3 separate regions of the Sus scrofa genome follow, and all the other regions are linked to region 1. Evidence: chromatin contacts called from public Hi-C data. All regions are on one chromosome and are shown on one strand. Each heading gives the region's core, a stretch centred on a gene start, on an enhancer-like site or on the middle of the called end of the contact. The rest is flanking DNA. Distances are from core to core; before and after follow the strand shown.

Region 1 (2,700 bases), core at 198-2,697:
CAGGGAGTGTATCTGTTATATGTACAGGTGGACCTTAATCTCCTCAACTGGTAGAAGAGGAATGAGAGGAATGGTGACTCTCAGTTTAGGGGAGAGAGGAAGAAAGGAACCATAAAACTTATGGAGCATACTCTAACTCTCAAGTGCCTATGGGATGAGGCCTGATATAGGTAAACTGGGCAAGGCTAATGGGAAAAAGAACTGGTATCTGGACCCCACATTGGTACCCCTGTCTTTAAGAGATAAAAACCTCCATAGAACAATAGAAAGGGGGACTCTTCCTCCCCTTCCCAGTGTCTGTGCTGGGAGCTGTTTGCTTTCCTGTAATAAAGACTTTTGATTGCTTGCTTGCTGCCTGTGTGTTCGTGAAGTTCATTCTTTAGCTCTGTGAACAAGAACCTGGATTCCGGTAACATCTTTCTGGTAACATGCTGAAATATAACCCTTCTTTTGTGAAAGTATACTATTTTTGTTCACTTTTCTGTCATCTCATCTGCCAAGTATGTAAGCTCCATGAGCACAGAGGCCATAACCACCTTGCTCACTGCTGAATTCTAAGAACTGTGCCTGGCATAGAGTAGTGTGTATGGTCAGGCCACTCAAGATGGTTGTCCTCTTACTCTCTATACATCCCCTGCCGACCAGTGCCTGCTTCATCCACACCCACTCACAGGACTGAACTTCCTACATACTCTCCCCAGGCTCCAGCTGGTGATTGTTCTTATCAAAGGCACAGTGAGGGGCGTGCCCCTCGGCCAGTTTCCCTGGTAACTAATGATCCAATCTGTGGTAATTTTCCCTATAACTGGCAATCTCCCTTCCCTCTAGGAGTGAAGTTGGCTGGCCACATCACCACACACGGTGGGGTGTCGCTCCAGGACCTTGCTTCAAATGGGTAAGCTCCCCCATCCATTAAACCATTGATATCTCTGTTGCTGACTCTCAGCTCTGCATTCTGTCCTGAAGCTTGGCAAGCACCGGGCTTGTAAGCCTGTGGGGTGCAGCCCAACTAGTAGGCATGCAAATAAGTAATTGTTGCAGGAATGTACAGATTAGTATGTGAAGTGGAAAAGTAAACAGAAAAAAATAACTCAGTGGGTTTGGGGGGTTTGGAAAGTCTTCCCGGAGATGTCAAGGTCATTTACTTCAGCCCCAAAGGTTAACTGGGGTATAAAATCCTCACCAGCTTTCTCAACTTTAGTGCTTTGGCACCACCTGTTCTCACTCAAACAGGTGCTCAGAGATACAAAGCTCTCCAACTCCCCACTAGGAGGAGTCACACCTTCCGACCCATAAACCCTCCCCCTGTCTTCTCTATTTCTTCCTCCCTTCCGTCCCCTCCCCGCCCGGTTCCGGAAGCTTTTGAATCGCAGTGCTCCTGGGAATAGTAGTCTTCCGGTCTGAGCCTATAACATTTGATCCATTTCCAGAACTACGCTTCCCAGACAGCCTTGCGGCAGAGGGCGGCTGTGTCACCTGACCAGGACCTTGGCGCGGCAATGGCGGCGCCCATGCTACGCTGGTGCTGTCCTGGAAGGCGTTGGGCTTTCCCTCGGATTGGCGACTGTTCTCGCCACGAGAAACGGTTTCCAGCTGGGTCCACGGCCAGCGGGAAAAGGGGACAGAGCTCAGTGGCTCAGCAGCCCCTCATCACGGCCCAGAAGCCAAGGAAAGGGTATATATACTATTTCATACCTTTACTGCACACTTAAGTGTGAGGTGGAACTGCGAGGCTAGGAAAATGATGCCCACTACAGTCCAGTCTTCACTCGAGACGTTTTGGTCGGCGGGAGGGTGTTGGGCTGTAAGTTGCAGCCCTGAAAGCTAAGTGGGAGCTCGATGCTGGTTCTCTATCAGCCCCGCCCCACACAGAAACCACAGTCTTAAGACACACGGGCATTTTGGGGTAGTTCGCGAGTGTAAAATAGGGTTTTCTTGAATCGAGGGCTGCACAAGACTGAAGAGTGGACTCAGTCACCTTAACTAATAGCAGCAGTGGCTATTAGCAGGGTCCGTAGCAGTAGAAGTGGGATCTTAGTTAGCTGACACTAATTTAGCGCTACTATGGGCCAGCAGTGTTCTAAAGGTTAAAAGAAGCTTTTGCCTGCAAACTCTGAATGGCGGTGGCTTAATGTTATTGGCCAGAAATCACCACCTATTTGTGGAGATGTTTTATGTTGAACATGTGTGTTTAGACCTAGTAGGATGCAGCCAATACAAGAGATCTTCCTTCTTTTTCAGTATTCTCTGAACCGCTGTTTATATTTGACTATTTAAGACCTAAATAGGTTCTTTTTAACTACAGAAAAAGACATGTGTCTGATACTCAGTTTTTCCTGAGATTAAGTTGCTTTTTTTTTTTTTTTTGCTTTTATGTTGGAACAGAGGGAAAATGTCCGGACACATTGTTTCTATTCTTTTCATAAATGAGATTGTCTCACAGTGAATGGAAAGTATTTTTTTCTCTCCTATAATGAAACTGCAAAAATACATTGAATAAGGTTTTTGTGAATGCAGAATTTGAGAAGTTCTTTAATTCTTCTCAGTTACAAGTTGTGCTTCCAGTCTTTAAAAAGAAGGAATTCATCAATACTATAGATGTGGAATCTCATGTGTTGCAATAATTGAAATAAAACTAAATGCATGTTGACAAAAATTAAGATAATATAGAAAATTTCTGGGGGAAGAGCAGGATAGGAA
Region 2 (2,700 bases), core at 195-2,694, 660 kb after region 1:
ACCACTCAACTTCTGTTCTCACCTGCCATTTTTTGACCATTGAGCACATCTTGTCACGGGTAAGATCCATGCCGTGGAAGTTGGTCAAGCAGTTTTTGCCCTGAACATCCTCAGTAATCAGCTTGAATTTTCTAAATGCAACTTCATCATTCTGCAGATCAGCAAGGCTCACTTCAAACACACGACCCTTGAGGCCATCAGATGCAATTTCTATAAAAACAACAATCGTGTTAACGTTAGAAAACATATTAAGGCAAGAAAGATAAATTTCATGCATTAAACTTAAACTAATAATAAAGACATTAACTTTTGTTTACCAAATCCATATGGACACCAATGACTTACTGACTGCTCATTAGAAGCTCAAAAATACGAACATTTTTTGCTAATTCTAAAAGTACCACCTCGCTTCTCCAAGTGTTGTATTAAAAACAAGCCCTAAAGGGGCCAAAGTTGTCACCAATAGCTGACATTCCCTCACCGTATCCCACCACAGAAACAAGAGTAGACCGACATATTTTTCAATTTAAGAAAAATACAGACGAAAGAGATACTCACTGGTTCCTTGAGTTCTTGTGACCAGTGTTTTCCCAATATTTCTTATATTGAACATAGCTGGTGCTTTCACATCATACCAATCTTTCTTAGAAAATGGGTCAACCCTGGATTTAAAAAAATGCTTAGGTTTTATCGCAGATAACGTAATTCGTTTTAAGCCTCCCTCAGTTTTTGTTCTAATTACTTTAAAAAACCTAGCTCTTCCCACTATATCTATTTCACTGAGCAGATGTGACACTCTGGCAAGTAAATTATGCCCCAAACACTCTCCACCCCTATCGGTCCTTCCACTATACTGACTGCATTACCTCCAAACAACTTGCACGTCTCTTCAACCTTATTGGCACATTAAGACACATACTAGTAACCTAGGCTCTTTAAGGCCTCATGCTAGCTTACGAGATCCCAGGTTCCACCTGGCCATAGCAAGGGAGGGGTGCAGCGTCCCGGGTGGACAAAAAGTTGCGTTGACAAGTCCGGCTTTTGGAGGGGCACTGATTACTCGTAGAATTTACGAGACCCGTAAGCCCACAGTAAGGAACATGCCAGGCCAGAGACGCAGCGGCACTCCCGACTCAAAAGCGGTGCGCATGAGGTCCAGAGGGCCAGCGGAAAAGCAGCCGGACCGCCGCAAAAAAACACCCAGATCCGCCACGCTCCAGTTCGGGAGTTTACTAACCCGGCACGACCCGCGCAATCCAACTAACATCCTCGCCATCCGGCCCACATCGCGATCCAGAACCCGCCCGCCGACTCCAGCAGAGCCCCTAGAAGCGGGGTGCCACGACAGCTGTCACTTACACTTTCTTCTTGGCTCCCTTTTTGCCGCCTTTCGTAAGGCGCTTATTCTTGCCAACCGCCATGGTGCTGCACAGAGAGCCAAAAGGGCGGAAGTATCACTCGCGCGAGAACTTAGGCGTGCGGGGCGGGACGTGCCGTTTACGTGACCTTTGATCTTACGTTTTCCGGCCTTCAGAACTGGGAGAGTCACGTCTCCGACTGTAGCTGCGACTGCGCCCTCGCCTGTGGGGAGGCTGCGTAGCAGGCCACTGGTCGCCGGCTGGGCGCTCCTGAGGCCCTGGCGCAGGCGGCCTGAGGTGCCTCGTGTTGGTGGACGGGGGTTTCTGTGGCCCTGACGCCCTGAAGTGAGTTTTCGTGGAAGAGGACGCCCATTCCACATCTTTCAAAGCCGAAGTCACCGTCTCACCTTCAAGCCTGTTGTCTTCTCAGGAGCGTGGGATTTGGGAGTAGATAGCATGTCTAGGTTCCTTTGCTAGTTACAGTAATATTTAGCCCTGTTGACCTGTCTGTGCTGCGATTTCCTGGTATTTAAAGTGGAGGCCAAAAAGAAAAGTGGAGGCAGAGTAGTTTTGCTCTGGCGCAGAGGGTTAAGGATCCAGCGTTATCTCTGGACGCAGGTTCGATTCCCTCCCCACCCCCACTCCCACGGCCCAGCGCAGTGGGTTAAGGTCTGGCGTTGCCCACCTATGTGACTCGGGTCACAGCTTCGGCTGCAATCCCACCCCTGGCAGGGGAATTTCCACATGACACTGGGTGCGGCCATAAAAATAATAATAATATGAGACATGAAATGGAGGCAAGGAGTTACTTGGTGGCACAGCAGATTGAGGATCTGGCGTTGTCACTGCTGTGGCCAGGGTTGCTGCCGTGGTGTGGGTTCAATTCCTGACTGAGAACTTTTGCATGCAGCGGGCGTGGCCAAAAAAAGTAAACAAAATAGAGGCAGTAAAACTAGTAGGGGTAAATAAGTGTAACTTCGGGGGTATTGGATATTGTATGTTGATATGGAAGCTGGTTAGTGGAGTATGTTCGCTTTGTGAATTTGAATCTAAAGCTGTACACTTCTGTGCGTACTTTTCTTTTTTGTTCTTGTTTTTTGTTTTAGGGCCGCGCATATGGAAGTTCCCAGGCTAGGGGTGTAATCGCCTACACCACAGCCACAGCAACTGATGGGGCTGCATCAGAAACTTAGACTGAAGCCTGCCACAGCAACTTGCTGCTCCTTAACCCACTGAGCAAGGCCAGGGATCGAACCCACTTCCTCATTGATACTATTCCGGTTTTTAATGCACTGAACCACAAAAGGAACTCACTTTGGGTACTTTTCTATTTTTTTTTTTT
Region 3 (2,700 bases), core at 58-2,557, 970 kb before region 1:
AAAAGAAAAGTGAATTTAAAACAATAGTGACGTAGAATCTGTTGTATTCACTCTGAGACAGCAGCGATAAAATAGCCAATCCCTGCAGACTTGACACAGGAATGATTTAACGTAACCAATTCCGGCGCACGTTCCCATGCCAAAAAAGCTAATTAAATTGCAATGTGAACACACACCTGCCACACTTGCAAGTGAAAACACAAGTTCACGAGAAGTCCTGCAACTCTTCCATTTTTTCCCTTTAGAACAGAGTTAGAGAAATGACATGCTTTAATCTAGGAAAAAATGAAGGGAGGGGGACAGAAATCCTAAAAGGGGGCGGCTAAAGGATCTGCAGGAAGTGCAGACTACAAACTTTTTTGAGATCAAAGGGTTCGAGAGGGAGATAAGAAAAAAACAAAGGAAGTAATAAGTAAAAGGGAAAAGCGTCTAGAAACAGTTCTTTAAAACAAAACAAAAAAAATCCTTTTTCCTAGACACGTAAACAGTAGTAACTTGGCAAAGAGGAACGGACGAGACGCCAGCACAACTTCCTTCCCAACTCCAGCATTCCTTGGCGGTCCGCGTAAGCTGAGCAAGGCTCAGGACCTTTCACAGGCGGGGCGCCTCCCTGCACCACTGCCCGAAGAGCCTCTCGCAGGGACTACCGCGTCTCCCTCCCTCCCACTGCGGAGGAGAGAAGTGCGGGATGCGGGGAAAGGCAGAGAACCGTAAAGGCTGGACCCCCAAACCTGACGGTGGCCCACTCCGAGTGGACCCACTCCTGGATCCTGCCACCCCTTTTCCCACTCGATGCGTGCAAAACCGGGAGGGCGCCGCCCCAGGAGGGCCGGTCCTACCTCTTCACCCGGCACACGCAGGTGGGACAGAAGGGAGGAAGGGGCAGAGATCCAAGGCCGAATACCTGAGCAGAGACAGATGGCACGGACTAAGGACAGAAGTGCCCAGTGAAAGTCCGGAACTGAGAGCCCCAGCGGCAACGTGTCCCGCCCCGTCAACCCCTCCCAGCCGCCTTCCCCCGCCTCTTCCCCGCCGGCCATCTCCGCCTTCACCTGTCCGCGGAGAAGCCAGCGGTTCTCACGTCGAGTATCAGCCCTGCCTTCTGCTCTCCAGAGTTGCCTCAGCCCTGGCCCCAAGTGAGCGGAAACGCGACCTGAGCCTCCTCCTTCCTACCCTCCCCCCCACGCACCTCGGCTCCGCGGGGGCGGGGAGCAAGTGCAGCTGTCACAGCCTCACCCTGACCGACGGCCGAGGACACGCAGAGCCGCGGCCTCCCAACCCGGCCTGCAACCCCCGAGCCGAGAGCAGCGGAGCCGGAAGTGAGGGGACCGGAAGTAGCGTTGTCCGTGGCTCTGGACGGCCTCTCTCTCCCTCGATCTGGCCGGCCCAGCCGCGTCTCGATGGTGCCGGCGCACCTCCCCCAAGGCCCCCTCCACCGCCCTCCGGGAGGCGGGCCCCGCCCCTCCCTCTGCGGCCCTAGCAACCACATCCGGGACTCAGCCGGCGCCGTTGCCCGGGTAATTTTCTAGCTGCGGTGGGATCACCAAGGGGTGTGAGCGCGGGTAAAGAAGCACTTGCCAGAGTTGCAAGCTCGCGGGGAGACTCGTAGGCTGGTCTTGAGTGGTCGGAGGTCCAGAAGCCTTCAGCATCCTTTCTTTCTCACTCACACACCCCAGCCTCGGACGTTAGGCGCGCCCCCCCCCGCCCCCTCCGCGCCCCGCGCCCGGCAACAGACGGTGAGCCGGTGGCGGGAGGGTTGGAGGTTGAAGGTAGCTCACCGCCTGGCCCTCCTAGGAGAGCCAAAGCTTATTTCTCAGCTGCCGGAGAGCATATAGAAGGTTATTCCAGCCCCTTGGGGGGGGGCGGGGAGAGAATGCAGAATTTATGGAGTATAGGGGATGCGGGCGCCTGACTCTTCCTTCTTCCCCAGTGCTTGGAAGGACCCACTCTGGCCACGTCACTCACGCCCACCCCCTTCAGGAAGACCAGAACCCCTTGCCCTGCGTCCCTGAGTTCTTACGACCTGTTCTGTTTTGTGATCATTTCTGCTCTGCTCGCTCGCAGGCAGTGGATCCATGATACTTTGCTTTCCTGCTTCCCTTTCTTCATCCAGGTGACCAGTTTCTGCTAGCTTTGCTCGCCCCGTTACTTAAACAGATTACTGCCCTGCCTACAGAAACCGCTGAACAACCTTTCTTTCAGAGCCCTTTGTAGTTTCCTAAGAGGAGGCTCCAACCTGTACCTCGGATGTTCTCCCTGTCCCCAGCGCTGTATGCAGAGAAACCTGAAGCTCATTTACACACAATACAGACCCGTGATCCACCCCGCGCACATCTCCCTTCAAAGTTCTGGACTGCTTTTCCTTTGACAGCTCTTGGGTGCTCGTTTTCACCGCCATTTCACTTGCAGAAATGCTAAAGGTAACAGTACTCTCTGTGGGATCTCCCTCTCTTTAGACTTGTACTACTCACCTGCCTTGCTGCATTAATCAACAAGCCATTTTTATTGACTAAGCGCCCAAAGGCAGAACTCTGCTTCTCCAAATTGAGGGGGAGAGTTTCAGCGTAGTGAATGGTACATCCCTGTAGATATCGTCCGCATATCTGTGAACAGTAAAAACCCATGACACCACAAATGTTTCAAAAGTAAATAACAATATTTATTATCCGAGCTCTCCAGGACACCTCTGCAAAACCATAA

The links. Hi-C and Micro-C count contacts between places; a contact is called where the count stands out from the background.
Region 2: a Hi-C map of skeletal muscle shows a contact between it and region 1, with 12 times the contacts expected there. The contact joins the promoter of RPS3A here to the enhancer-like site in region 1. A contact is called at or near these places in 1 of 5 promoter capture datasets (liver), 11 of 47 Hi-C or Micro-C datasets (alveolar macrophages, heart right ventricle, liver and 4 more) and 2 of 2 datasets of contacts at active chromatin or transcription factors (alveolar macrophages and skeletal muscle).
Region 3: a Hi-C map of skeletal muscle shows a contact between it and region 1, with 5 times the contacts expected there. The contact joins the promoter of ARFIP1 here to the enhancer-like site in region 1. A contact is called at or near these places in 2 of 5 promoter capture datasets (fetal liver and liver) and 5 of 47 Hi-C or Micro-C datasets (heart right ventricle, liver and skeletal muscle).

The regions. Positions count from the first base shown.
Region 1 is chr8:77,236,489-77,239,188 of Sscrofa11.1, forward strand. GATB (glutamyl-tRNA(Gln) amidotransferase subunit B, mitochondrial) reads left to right here. Exons shown (of 15, transcript XM_021101518.1): 2 at 829-895; 3 at 1,431-1,675. The coding sequence starts at 1,500. Among named protein-coding and RNA genes, the nearest start is that of GATB, 15 kb to the left of the region's middle. Within about 2 kb of position 1,448, at least 52 of the 83 cell types and tissues checked have an H3K27ac peak or open chromatin away from gene starts, as enhancers often do. A contact at or near this core is called in alveolar macrophages, fetal liver, retroperitoneal adipose tissue and 2 more, where this site is marked.
Region 2 is chr8:77,892,296-77,894,995 of Sscrofa11.1, forward strand. It overlaps RPS3A (ribosomal protein S3A), which reads right to left and starts at 1,445. Exons shown (of 6, transcript NM_001137619.1): 1 at 1,360-1,445; 2 at 559-662; 3 at 23-210. The coding sequence starts at 1,421.
Region 3 is chr8:76,269,121-76,271,820 of Sscrofa11.1, forward strand. It overlaps ARFIP1 (ADP ribosylation factor interacting protein 1), which reads right to left and starts at 1,308. Exons shown (of 9, transcript NM_001252233.1): 1 at 1,190-1,308.